2 separate regions of the Mus musculus genome follow, and region 1 is linked to region 2. The links are chromatin contacts, called in public HiChIP or PLAC-seq maps. All regions are on one chromosome and are shown on one strand. Each heading gives the region's core, a stretch centred on a gene start, on an enhancer-like site or on the middle of the called end of the contact. The rest is flanking DNA. Distances are from core to core; before and after follow the strand shown. Region 1 holds the start of Ckmt1 (creatine kinase, mitochondrial 1, ubiquitous). Region 2 overlaps Trp53bp1 (transformation related protein 53 binding protein 1).

The links. HiChIP or PLAC-seq counts read pairs in DNA pulled down with a chosen protein or histone mark.
Region 1: a contact with region 2 is called in an H3K4me3 HiChIP or PLAC-seq map of embryonic stem cells, with 28 read pairs. The contact joins the promoter of Ckmt1 here to the enhancer-like site in region 2. A contact is called at or near these places in 9 of 39 promoter capture datasets (the HPC-7 cell line, cancer-associated fibroblasts, cranial neural crest and 5 more), 23 of 484 Hi-C or Micro-C datasets (the C2C12 cell line, the MC3T3-E1 cell line, MC3T3-E1-derived osteoblasts and 12 more), 8 of 115 datasets of contacts at active chromatin or transcription factors (bone marrow-derived macrophages, embryonic stem cells and stem cell-derived neural progenitor cells) and 5 of 9 other capture datasets (adipose tissue, embryonic stem cells, liver and 2 more).

Annotation. Positions count from the first base shown.
Region 1 is chr2:121,354,233-121,360,885 of GRCm38.p6, reverse strand. It overlaps Ckmt1 (creatine kinase, mitochondrial 1, ubiquitous), which reads right to left and starts at 2,276. Exons shown (of 9, transcript NM_009897.3): 1 at 1,885-2,276; 2 at 1,109-1,307; 3 at 846-941; 4 at 109-330. The coding sequence starts at 2,036. Gm33947 (a long non-coding RNA gene) reads left to right here and starts at 2,067. Exons shown (of 2, transcript XR_374934.4): 1 at 2,067-2,704; 2 at 2,971-3,071. It also overlaps a transcript of Ppip5k1 not described here.
Region 2 is chr2:121,217,430-121,223,624 of GRCm38.p6, reverse strand. It overlaps Trp53bp1 (transformation related protein 53 binding protein 1), which reads left to right. Exons shown (of 28, transcript NM_013735.4): 16 at 2,375-2,467. Among named protein-coding and RNA genes, the nearest start is that of Tubgcp4, 49 kb to the right of the region's middle. Within about 2 kb of position 3,439, at least 19 of the 459 cell types and tissues checked have an H3K27ac peak or open chromatin away from gene starts, as enhancers often do. A contact at or near this core is called in embryonic stem cells, where this site is marked.

The sequences.
Region 1 (6,653 bases), core at 1,027-3,526, 140 kb before region 2:
ATTGGGTCTAAGAATTCTCACAGTACCATCCAGGCCATCTACCTTTTCTGGTCCACTCTCCCCTCCACCTCTTTTTCCACAATCCCGTTCCCTGTCAAGGGCCCTCACATCAATAAGCTGCTGCTGTTCGGCCTCCGTCATCTCACTGAGCCTATAGTACCGTCCAGCCAGGTCACCCTTCAGGCCACTCAGAGCATCCACCACAACACGTTCTACCTCTCTTCGCTCTGCCCGAGTGCAGGCTGGAGGGAGACTGAGTCCCCTGATACTTCGGCCAGTTCTGACTCTTGAAGACAATACATACCTCTCATCAAAGTAGCCAGAACGGATCTGAGGAATAAGAGAAATGACTATAAATCATAGAAACACAGCAGGTGGGAACTCTTGGGGATTATAAAGCAGGTGCCAGAAGGAAGACACATTGGACAGGCATGCTAACTGAAAACACTGTGGTCATTTCTCCACATTTCTCACTTTGGGTACAGCCTTTTTTTTTTTTTTTTTTTTTTTTTTTTTTTTTTTTTGGTGGAGGGAGGAGGGCTCTTCTGAGCCGTCTGAGAGCTGAGATTACAGGTGTGAGCCACCACACCCAGCCAGGACATAGTCACTTCTTAAAAATTCTTTCACCATTTTGTACTTTGATCAGATTCTCCTCAACTCCATTATCCAGACTCTTATCCACTACGTCCTCCTATCTGCTATACTTCAAGATATGCAATTCTTTCTCTTATCAATATACAAAGCTCAGCAGTCTAACCCTGAGTCAGGAAACAAGGTGTAATGATTGGAGATACAGAACATTGTGCACAAGGCTGCACATATCGGAAGTGTCACATTTGGCTCACTTTACTGGCATCAAGGTCAGTGGTGTGCTTCATTGTTCTGGGGTCATATCCATTATGCCGCTCTTGGATCACAGGGTCAAACAGTTCAGCAAATACCTGAAAAGGAGTTAAGAGGAAGAGGCGATTATAAAGAAGAAACACTTGAGTTGTAGATTGATATCACTGGATCAGAACGTTTGAGTATAGACAATCCAGAGTCTTGAGGGAACAGACATGAGGGATCTTTAGGAGGAAGGAACTGGGATTTCTGAGGGGCCCCCTACCTCATAGGTCTCCTCATCTCCAGCCACCATGCCCACAGTCTTGATGAAGGGGTGGCCAGGGTTGTCCACTCCAGTCTGGATGCACTGATCTAGTGTCCAACCAGTGGGTGTGGTCTTGTCGCAGAGCCGTGCATAGACTGCTGGGGTCAGGTGACTGGCCATGCAGTTGTTGTGCTTTCGGAGGTCTGGGTACTCAGCGCTGGGAAGGGGGTACCCAGTAACCATGGAGGGAGGGCACAGGAGCCTAGACCTACTGATGTCAGCTGGGAGCTGTCCAGTGAGCCATGTCTGGCTTTGCTTATTGGAAGGAGGGGGAATTAGAGGTAGGCTAAATCTTGATAATCTCTTCAGGGATTTCCAGGGTCTTTTCTTTCCTAATAGTTCTAACACCTCAATTCCCCCTTGTCTACAGAGTTGCTTTTCTCTAGTGAGCATAACATTAGAGATGGGGGAGGGGAGAGACTCAGGAGAATTCGGGAGAACAAGGAGAATAGGTCGAGATTAAAAAAAAAAAAAAAAGCTTCTAGTCATCCAAAAAGGATTTGGGCAGTGGGTGAACCTAGAATTTGCAAAGGTAAAGCTGGTGTGGAGGCAGTGACATCGGGTGACATGTCCTTAGACATGTTCTTCCATTACAGGGCTAGGATCTCCAAACTGTACAGGAAATCCATCTTCGAGGCCTATCTTTTGCTCAGGTTATCCTCTCTACCTGTTCGGTTCCCATCACCACCACTACCACCCCCAGCCCCCACCTCGTGCATCTCAGGCTCTAATACCTCGGGGGATACAGTCTCCTCCGTTCAGCAGCGGCAGCTCCTACAGATTCCGGGCGGAGCAGAATCCCGGCGGTGAGAGACCCAGCTCCAGCCAAAGCCAGGAGCCTGAGTCCAGGGCGGGCAGACAGCAGACGGGAGAAGGGACCAGCCATGGCTTGGGGATGCGGCTACAAAGATTCAGAGCAGGATCTGGCGCAAGTCAGGAACTAGGAGGGAAGATGCAACCGGGTAGAGAGAGGACGGAGCTGGGTCGGAGACTGGAGCCAAAATAGGGGTCACGATGAAGGCTGAAGCTGAAGTGGCAGCCGGTGCCTACCAGGCTGCAGGAGAAGCGCAGCGAAGCAAGGAGCCAGCCAGAGCAGAGGGAGGCCCCAGCCGCAGTCTCCAGGGGTGGGGCTCACTCAGGCTCCGCCTTCCCGCCTGCCACCGCGCTAGGTGTGCGGGGGTGGGGTTGGGTAGCACTAGCCAGGTAATTAAGAAGACCGGAGATTTACTCCCTGAGGCTGGAGACAGACGCCCACCAAGGATGAGGGTGGTCAGATTTCAGCACTAAGTAGAGGACAGCACCACAGGGATTCCCGAACCTGAAACCCCCCTTCTTTCATACCCTCTCTGTTTAAATCTGAAACCCAATCCGTCTATTTTCTGGGTTTTAGGGGTGGGGGTGGGGAGGTTGACATTGCCCAGCCTCTTTTCTGAATTCGATCTGCACGCCATCTCTCCATTTTCCCCAGGAGAGTCAGCCGCAGGAAAACCACAGAATAAACAGATAGAGGAGGAAGACTGAGCGAGCTCAGGGGAAAGACAGCACAGCCTCAAGGTCACCTTCCCCTAAGAACCAGGAAGAGCACCAGGGAACTCCCAGCTACACCTATGCTTTCCTAATAAGATTGAGAAAGGATCCCTTAAGAATCAGAAAGCTATTGGCTCTTATCCTGTCTATTCTGTCTCCCAAACTCACTGCCTCCAAGTCTTCAGCTTGGCTATTTCCTGCCTCTCATTGGGGACCTGCTTTTTTTTTCTTTTTTTCCTCTACTCTAACCCCTGCTTCACCTTTGATCTTTTATTTCTCTTCTTCTTTTCCAGGCTTAAATCTGTTTGCTGTTCGAAGGACTCTTCCTGAGTAGTGTCTGAAAGCCTACCTGTTGATTGCTCTGGGTGTGGGGCTGGGGTTGGGCAGGGAATGGTGAGTTTCTTCTTCCTTCTCTTCCTTCTTCTCTGCAGCTGGCAGTTCCTGGACTGGAGGGGGAATATAAAGAGAGGAGGAGGGTGTGGTGAGATGACTGGGTGTGGAATGGAACAGGCAGGCACAGGTCTCCCGAACCACTCGTGCTTCCTCTCTTGGCTTGCTAAGGCAGTTTAATCTGGAGTGTGAAGGCTGGTAGTATCCAAGGGCATAAGGTCATCAGGGAGTCTCTGTCTTCTTCCTGGTCCGCTCTCTCTTTTGCGAAGTGCATACTCAGACTCAAGAGGGTTTGTTTCCACAGCTACGTGCTGGGCTAGGAGCAACTTGACTTTTATTAGTGCAGGAAGGGGAATGAAAGCTGAAGCTGAGATAGAGACCTGAGGTTTGGGTGCGGAGGGCCAGCCAAAGCAAAGCAGACATATTGCCATTAATATGTCTACCTTCAGCTTCCTGATGTTCCAGAAGACAGTAAGATATTTGGAAGTTGTAAGAAAGTACTTGGGAAAAAGAATTACCCTTCATAATCCCCACTGGCCCAACTAATATACATTCCTTTATTTCCCTCAAGTCCCCACCCCATATGTCTCCTTTCTGACCTTTCTCATTGGTGAGTATCCTTAGAAAGAATCCATTTCACTTTTGGCTCCATTACTTAAGCCTCTTCTCTTGGTAAAATAACACATTTTCCAAGAATAGAGATCTACTGGTGGAACTTCCTTATTTTTGGAGAGGGAAAAAAAATGTTACCTGTGCTGTGGGTGTTCATTATCCAGGTTAAGGAGTAGGTATGAGTAAGTGAATATAATTACTTGGGATGGTGTATATTTACCCAGATAAAAGGAGGAGATAGTCTTCGAGAGCAATTGGGCTATTATTTGGCTGAGAAGGTGTTCAGGAGGTGGGGTGTGGGAAGAGAGGCTAACAGAAGAAGTAAAGGCAGCCAGGGTACAGAGAAGTCATTCAAATTTGGAAAATGCCTTCCTATGGGAAACAATAGCTCTTCCAAGAGGGCTCATCGATTTGTGCACTTTTTAAATTCTTTGTGAGGCTCAGTATGCCAGTGGGGTCGCTGGAGGCTGTTTACAGCTGGGAGCTGCGGTAATTACTCGCTCCCAGGGTTGGAGTGGTAGAAGAGGAATGAGTCTGAGCCCTAACTATCACTGATTCTTTGTAGATTCTGCTCTTAGAATCTATCTCTATCAATTCAGGAAGCCTGGGGCAGAGGTTTCAGTAAGATGAGGCATCTAACTAGGACAATTCCTAGGTTCCCAAAATTATAGAGAACAAATGGGGGCACTCAAACTCCTAAATGAAGATTCAAGGTCAACAGTAACATATGCGTAAATAATGCTTTCATATCATCAGTATCATCAATTCTTTTTCGATAAGAAATGTTCTTTACTGGCTCATGTATTGGGGTTTGGTTAATTACCAGCTATTGCAAAAAGCTCAAAAGGGCTCTACTCTAATTAATGGATTTATCCCTTGATGAATTCATAATGTGATAAGATTATTGGGACATGCTGAAAGGGAGGATGTGAGGCTTAGTTGGAGAAAGTGGGTCCCTTTGAGCATGCCTTGGACAATACATCTGCCCTTTGCCCATTCCTCCCTCTTTGCTTGCTGTCAGCCAACAAGCAAGTGGCTTTTACCCAGCCACCATTTATGTTCTGCCTCTCCTCGTGGCCCAAGCAATGGAGCTAAGGAGCAAAACTCCTGAAACCCTGGACCAAAATAAATCTCTTTCCCCTTAAATTTTCTCAAGCACTTTGTCACAAGCAGCAGCACTGTGTATGTATATTAAGTATTTAGTTCCACCCTTACAAATAAGCAGAGTGGAGCCTCTGGGAAGTCAAGTGACTTTCCCAAGGCTACGAGGTTTTAAAGATAAGAGGAGGATTCAAACCCAGCGTTTCAGATTCCAAGGCTAGAGAACAGAGAAGAAGCAGGATGTGGAGACAGAATCCAGTTTTCTCAGTTTTCCTTGCCCACCGTTTTCTTGTATCTTTTACAAATTAGTTTCTTTATTCCTCCCCTTAACTTCTATCTGCTTCTCTGTTTGTTTATGCGTTTGTCTCCAGCATCCCTAGCGATTCTCAGCTATGTCTATATTTTCAGCTTATGTCTATCTTTAATCACACTTTGTTTTGCTTTACAGGAAAAAAAGACTCGGTTTCCCCCCCCGCCTGGAGGAGGTGCAACGTCACAAACTTTGCCTCTTCTCCCCGTGTCTCCATTCCATTGGTCTCGCTGGTTAGTCTTTCTAGAGACCAAGGTTGTGGACTGGCAGGCAACGCAGTAGGAAATCAAGAGGCAGAGCAGCATCAGGTTGCATTCCCCCGTGCGGCCACTAGGAGCCACCCTCCTCCATTCTGAGGCTCCGGCCAACGCAGCCTGACTGTTGCCGGTGCGCGCCCTCTGCGGATTGGCGGGACCGCAAAGAAGTCGCGCTTTGATTGGGCCGCTGTCAGGTGTCGCTGCCGGCAGGTTCGGCTGCGCGAGCGGAGGGAGGCGGGTGAGTGCGGGCCGGGGGCGGTGGGGGAGTGGCTGGGGCTGGGGGCGGTATCGGGAAGGGTGGGCTCGGCGAGGGGCTCGGCCTGCGCTCGGGGCCGTGGGTAGTCCCGGGTGGGGACAGCTTCGGAGTGGCGCAGCCGGGAGGCCTCAATGTCAGCGTAGGGAGAGCGAGGCGGGGACGGCGGGGGCGGGCAGAAGCGAGTGCAGTCTGGATGGGAGGGCGGGATTCGTGACCCGGCGCCGAGAGAGAGAGGACGGCCGAGGGGGTCAGTGGGAGAGCAGACGGGTGTGGAGGGGTCCAAGGGAGTAATAAGGAGAACCTGGGAAGATGGAAGGCTTGCAGGGGCAGAGCTGGGGACTCTGGGAGGAGGAGAGGGACTGGGTTGTAGGGGAGGGGGCCGAGGTAGAGGGTCGTGCGCTAGAAGCCGTGGGAAGGAAGGTCCAGCGGGGCTGGATGTAGGGGAGGTGAGGGAAGGAACTGGCTGGCCGGGGAGAGGGTTTGCTGAATGCTGGGGTTACGGTGGAGAGGAGGTGAACCTCCTGGAAGGCTAGTGTGAGGAAGGAACGGCCCTCGGGCGCTATAGGGGATCATTAAGTGTTTATCATTAACGGAAAGATGCTACCAAGTGTACCTTGGAGGCTGAAGCAAGAGGATTCTGAGTTCAAGGCTATCTTGAGCTACATAGATTCTGTCTTTTAAAAAAAGTGTTAACAAGGGTGATGACTCATGTGCAGGTTTGAAGTGTTGTTTACTTCTGGGAGTCACTGAGTGGGAAAATCGGCTGGATTCATTGCATTAATTAGTGATTGGGGTGCAGCAGTCAGGTTGGGGAGTAAGGCTAGTGGAGTCAGTGAAGAGCCATTATCACAGGCGGGGAGAGAGGGTAGGATGAGTGAGCTGATAGTGAGAAGAAGCAGCAAACTCGTGTCAGAATAAGGAATATGTCGGAAACATAAAAACTTGCCCTAGGAAGGAAGTGGAAGCAGGCAGAACGGTTCATGCCTGTAATCCCAACACTTGAGAGACTGAGTTTGAGGTCAAGTCTGAGCTACGGAGTGAGACCTTGCC
Region 2 (6,195 bases), core at 2,190-4,689:
GCCCAGCATAAAGAATTCTGCAGTGTTTTGAATTACAGGCTTCCTCGGTAATTTTAAATATAACAAACGTTTGTTATTCTTACTGTTAGAATACCTACTAGTTTTCCTGCCATTCAAGTTCTTACTGTTAGAATCTAAGTACTTGTTTTCCCACCATTCAAGCCTTTTCTTTTTCTGTTGATGACCAAGGTGGGGGAAACAAAGGGCCAAAGGAGATGGTTCTAGATACACTGTCCTGGGCTCTGTGCTCAGCTGCAGCCTCAGGACATTCTGCCTTTTCTTGCCAAATTTCTTGCCAACTGCTATGCTGAGTTGTTTTTGCTTTGTCAGGAATGCTGCAAAGCCTTGAGTGAAGTATGCTGGGATATGAGGTTTTGGTGCTGAGGCTCTGCCATCTGGCGGTTGGGAGAATAGGCTTCTTGGTTTCTGGTGTGAGTCATCCCAGTGGGAAAACCCAAGCCAGTTGGTGACATACAGGTGATGGCTCTAAGGCCAGCACAGGCAGGCACTGTGAGTAAAGCCAATTGGATGTGAGAGTGCGCAGGGCTGAAGATGGCAGCCACACCTGTGCTCCATTCACAGTTCTTTGTCTCTGCCAGTGGCTGTCAATTTTTAGTGAGCTAGCTGGGCTCGAGCCCAGTTGTCATGCTTGCCTAAGTGAGGACTGTCGTTCAGCCCCTACTATGACAAATAAGTGATGCTTTAAAAAGAAAGGATTCAAGCTTATTATTGCCAAATCTTTAAAAATTTGAAGAGAATTTTAAATTTTTTAAAAAACATAAAGTGCCTACTGACTATAAATGACCCTCTTTGTGCCTTCTGAACTGTTGGGGAGAATATAGGGAGGGACGATGAGGAAAAAGTAAAGGATGGCGGGTTATGGGAAAAGGTGGAAGTCATTGGTATTGCCACGAAGCAGTTCTTTTTAAATTTAAAAATCTATGCTTAAGACTTCTGTTAATTTTTTTGACCTTTGGGTTCATATTAAGAAGTTATTGAGCCGGGCGTGGTGGCTCACGCCTTTAATCCCAGCACTCAGGAGGCAGAGGCAGGCGGATTTCTGAGTTTGAGGCCAGCCTGGTCTACAAAGTGAGTTCCAGGACAGCCAGGGCTATACAGAGAAACCCTGTCTCGAAAAACAAAACAAACAAACAAACAAAAAAGAAGTTATTGAAAGAGGATGGAGACTTGGCTCGGTGGCTAAGAGCACTGGATGTTCTTCAGAGGATCTGGGTTCAGTTCCCAGAACCCACATGGCATGCAGCTCACAGCTATCTGTAATTCCCGTCCCAGCGGTCTGATGCCTTCATCTGGCCTCTTTGAGTTTCAGGCATTTGTGTGGTACAGAGACATACATACAGGCAAAATACCTGTATACCTGAAAAGGTAAAATTAAAAACAAACTATTAGTAAAATAAGACATTTCAAATGAGATTTGTATTGTAAATGGTTGCTGCACTCTCTGCATTTAGGTAAAGTATTGCGTGTCCATGAAAGACCCCTGGACTCTGTTCAGAGCACTTGATGCCATCTTAGTTTTTTAGTCATTTTACTGTGGGAAGACAACAGTAGAGAGTAGTGTAATATGGACAACCGTATTGTAAGTGGCCAGTCCTCTTTGATTATAAAATCTTGGAGTTCCCCCCCTTCCACTAGTGGGTTATTTTGAAGGAGATTCTATTTCATACCATTTTATGTAATTATTTCAAGCCCTAAAAGATAAAGACTCTTATTTTAAATTAAGCAGTTGTTACTATACTTTTGACAACAGTGATTTCTTAATGCTATCAAGTATTTGGTGTTATCAAGATCCCAAATCTAAAACCCCATTCAATTCATATATTTAACTTTGTTTGCTTTTAAATCAAAATTCCTCTTTTTTGTTCCTCTTCCAAGTTACCTTCTAAAGGGACTAGATTGTTCATCTTATTTATTTCTGATTTTTTTCTCTTTATATCCTTTTCGTCTTTAGAGTCTCTCCAGTGACCTCACTGAAGGTTTTTACTGTGTGTTTTGCCTGCATCTGTGTGCCTGTACCTCACATGTGCCTGGTGCCATGGAGGCCAGAAGAGGGTGTCACACACTCTGGAACTGGAGTTACAGATGGTTCTGAGTTGTCACGTGGGTGCTGGGAATGGAACCTAGGGCCTTTGGAAGAGCAGCCAGTGCTCACAACTGCAGAGATACCTCTTTAGTTCCTATACTGAGAGATTTTTATTGTGCTAATTTGAAACATATCAAAGAGTTGGCTTTTGGGGTTTATGTAGGTTGGCATTTGGGATGCCAAGGAACTCTATGTCTAAATAGAGTGATCTCCAGAGATACTTTACCATTTGAAATTCATAAGATGCATTGCTTTAATGTATTATGTTAGTCTCCAGAAGCCGGTGCCTGTGTTTGGCTGCATCTATGAAGCCCAGCAAGAGAAGGAGGCTCAAAGTGAGGCTCCTCCCTCTGCACCCGACAGGTAAACATTTTGCTTTTCTTTTTTGGGGATGAGGTTTCATTTTGTAGCCCTGGCTGGCCTTGAACTTACAGAGTTCAACTTGTTGAAGTTGAACTTACCTGCCTCTGCCTCCTGAGTGCTGTGATTAAAGGCTTGTGCCATACTGTCTGGTGTATTTTCTGCAGCATTGATTCATTGCATGGCTGATTCCATTTCATGGTATTGATTGACACTGTTGTGTGAAGTTGGCTGTTTATGTATTTTACTTGCTATGCTGCTAGATGTTGTTTTGCCCAGGCTTGCCCTAGCTTCTGGGCTTAAGCATTGCTCGTCCGTTAGCTTCCTGAGCAGGTGAGACCACAGCTGCATGACTTTGTTTGTTTAGTTTTATCGAGATAATATTTTTCTGTGTAGCCCTGGCTATCCTGGAACTTGCTCTGTAGACCGGGTTGGCCTTGAACTCATAGATCTGAAAGGCATCATATCTGGTTATTTATTTGTTTGTTTGTTTTTTTATATTTATTTTTAAAGATAAATATTCTTTTGTAATTTTATATTATAAAAATTTACTTTCATTACAACTGAATTTGTAATGTAAAATGAATTTTGTAATTCATTTGTAATGTGTTCTTTTGTGTGAGTATATATGTGAGAGGCTGCAGTGTGCTCTCCATCCACTAGAGCAGTATGCACCCTTACCCCCACCCCGCACCCACCGCCCCTGTTGTTTCTTTGGTCCTCCTTCAGTCTTTCAGTGCCTCTCGCTGAGCCTGGAGCTCCTCATGTTCCCACCATTTCCCTACAAGCACAGAGATTACTAACACAGGCTTGTTAACCACACCTAAGTGTTTACAACTACATTTTAGTATTGATCATTTGTCAAGTGCTTCTAGGAGAATGAGAAGTACCAAATTCCTGATGTTTGGTAGTAATCTGCTAACCCTGCCAGTATTGTAATGAGTCACTGTCACCCCACCCAGAACTTTTTGAGTCATGGTCTCACTCTGGCCCTGGCCTAGCCTGGAACTCACTATGTAGATTATGCTGACCTCAGACAGATCTACCTCATTCTTCTGGGATTGAAGGAGTGCTCCACCAGTCCTGCCCATCACTTTTGGTCTTTTTTTTGTTTTTGTTTATTTGTTTTTTTGAGACAGGTTATCCCTGGCTGTCTGGGAACTGACTTTGTAGACCGAGCTGGCCTTGAACTCAGAAATCCTTCTCCTGAATGCTGGGATTAAAGGCGTGCGCCACCACGCCCAGCTCACTTTTGGTCTTTAAAGAATAACAGTTCTGATTAATTCTTTAGAAACAGGGTTGGGATTGGTGAGGGGGAAATCTTAATATCCTTTTAGTCTTTTAGAAAAAAAAAATCTCAAACAAAACATAACTTTGCTTTAGAAATAAAGTTATATCCACGGCCTCTACCCTGAATAAATAGTTTCTGGGGTGTTTTAGTTTTTGGACCACAATAAGGCTGGGTACAAGTGCACTTACAGTTGACAGTGTCAGGACAACAGTTCCTTCATCATGTGATGGCGTCCCAAAGCTCTCGCCTCTCAGTGCAGCTCTGTGGGCTGTTGGGCTTTATGAGTTTTGCAGGCTCAGCTTCATTCTGTGGTGTGAGGTAAATGTACATAAGGATGGAAAACAGTTGTAGTCTTGACATTAGCTTTTGAGTCCTGGCAGCCTGCATGGCAGCTTGTTTGCTTGTGTGTTGTCTTAAAGCTTAAGATGAATCTGGAGGTGGGTTGTTTCATTATTGCTTTGTTTTGTGCAGCTGGGAGTGCTTATGTGTCTGCTGAGCTCAGCACTTTCACACTTTATGGTAATTCATAGATCATGAAGATTTAACTGCTATTCATGGATTTCCTTGTAGTGTGTTCTGTCCTTGCTCTTAGTGGCCTGTGCATTCAGCCAATGTTCCTGACAAATAGGACATGCTCCAACAACTAAGATGCTCCTTTTAGGTGGAAGGCTGTTCAAGCCCATTGCCTGTTAGAGCTGAGTGCAGAGACCTGCAGAACTCACTGCCCAAGCAGGGCGAGCCCTAACAAACTCTGCTCACCTGGGCGACTTAGCTTTGTTTTTCTCTGGTCAAACAACGTGACAATCGCCATGATTTCTAAGCTCCTTGGATCTGTTCTTCAGGGCCAGGACATTGTAGACTCAAAATGGACTTTTATTTGCTTGTTTGTTTTAAAAAGCCTTAGTCTGTAGCTCAGACAGACCTAGAATTCAGTTGTGACACCCAAGGCAGCCCTTGAAGGTTCTGCAATCCTCCTGCCTCAGAATTCCTAAGGGCTGGGATTACAGGTGTGATTACCTGGTCATTTATTTCACTTTTTTCTGTCTATTTACATTTGACATAGCCTTGAAATGCATTCATTTATGTTTATTTAATATGGTAGTAGCGTACTGATTTTTGTAGTTTATTGATTTATGGAATATCCATTCTTTTGTTTAAAGTGCAAATATTAAGCACCTTTGTCACAGTTAACTTTAGATACCAACTTGATACAAACTTAAGGTCACCTGGAAAGGGGACTCAACTCAAGAACTGCTGAGATTAGGTTGGTCTGGGGCCATGCCTGTGAGGCATTTTCTTAATTGTAATGCATGGAGGAGGGCCTGTGGGTGGGAACATTTCTAGGCAGGTGGGCCTGAGCTGTATAAAAAAGGTGGCTTAGGCAACCCAGAGGAAGCAAGCCAACAGCATTCCTCCAAGGTCTGCCATTAGTTCCTGCCCTGGCTTTCCTTGTCAGTGGACTGTAACCTGTAAGCCAAACAAAGGTAACTTCATTCTATCAAGCTTTATGTTAAGCATTTCAGATAGAAAGATAAGGCAGATTTGTGTGTAGCCTGCTTAGAGATAGTCTGCATTTCTTACTCTAGAGAACTCTTAGCATGTAAAGCCTCCAGTCATTTTGGAAGCTATATATATTTGGCTTAGAGGCAGTACCTACCTAATGCTTATATGATAAATAAGTCAGAAGAGGGGACCTCAGCTGAGGAACTGCCTCCATTAGATGGCCTGTAGGCAAGTCTGTGATTCATTGTGGAAGGGCCCCCAGCTCACAGTGGGTGGTGCTCCTAAGCAAGTGGTCCTGGGTTCTGTAAGAAATGGGGCTGAGAAAGCCAAGGGGAGCAAGCACTAAGCAGCATTCCTTCTCAGGTCTTTGCTTTGGTTTCTGTTTCCAGTTTCTGCTACCAGTTCCTGCCCTGTTTTCCCTTGATGGACGGTAATTTGTAGGCCAGATAAACTCTTTCCTCCCAAGTTGTCTCTTTTTTTTTTTTTTCTTTTGAAAATTTTTTTTTAAAGATTTGAGTACATTTTTGCTATCTTCAGACACACCAGAAGAGGGCACAAGATCCCATTACAGATTGTTGTGAGCCACCATGTGGTTGCTGGGAATTGAACTCGGGACCTCTGGAAGAGCAGTCAGTAACCGCCGAGCCATCTCTCCAGCCCACTAAGTTGTCTTTAGTCATGGTTTTTATCACAGCAATAGAAACCCAATTAAGACACACTGGTTCTTAATTCCCACAAATGGGAAATTAATGAACAGCTGGGGCCATATCTTAAGTAATGTCTTATGGTTTTTCTGAGGTGTTTAGGTATCAATATAGCCAGGAAGGTCAGCCCTGACACACTGGACACACGCTGTGATCACCAAATGGCCTTCTGGCCTGGAAAGACCTTCCCTGTAACTTTCTTCCTTGAAGATTATATGTCTCCTCCTCCCAAA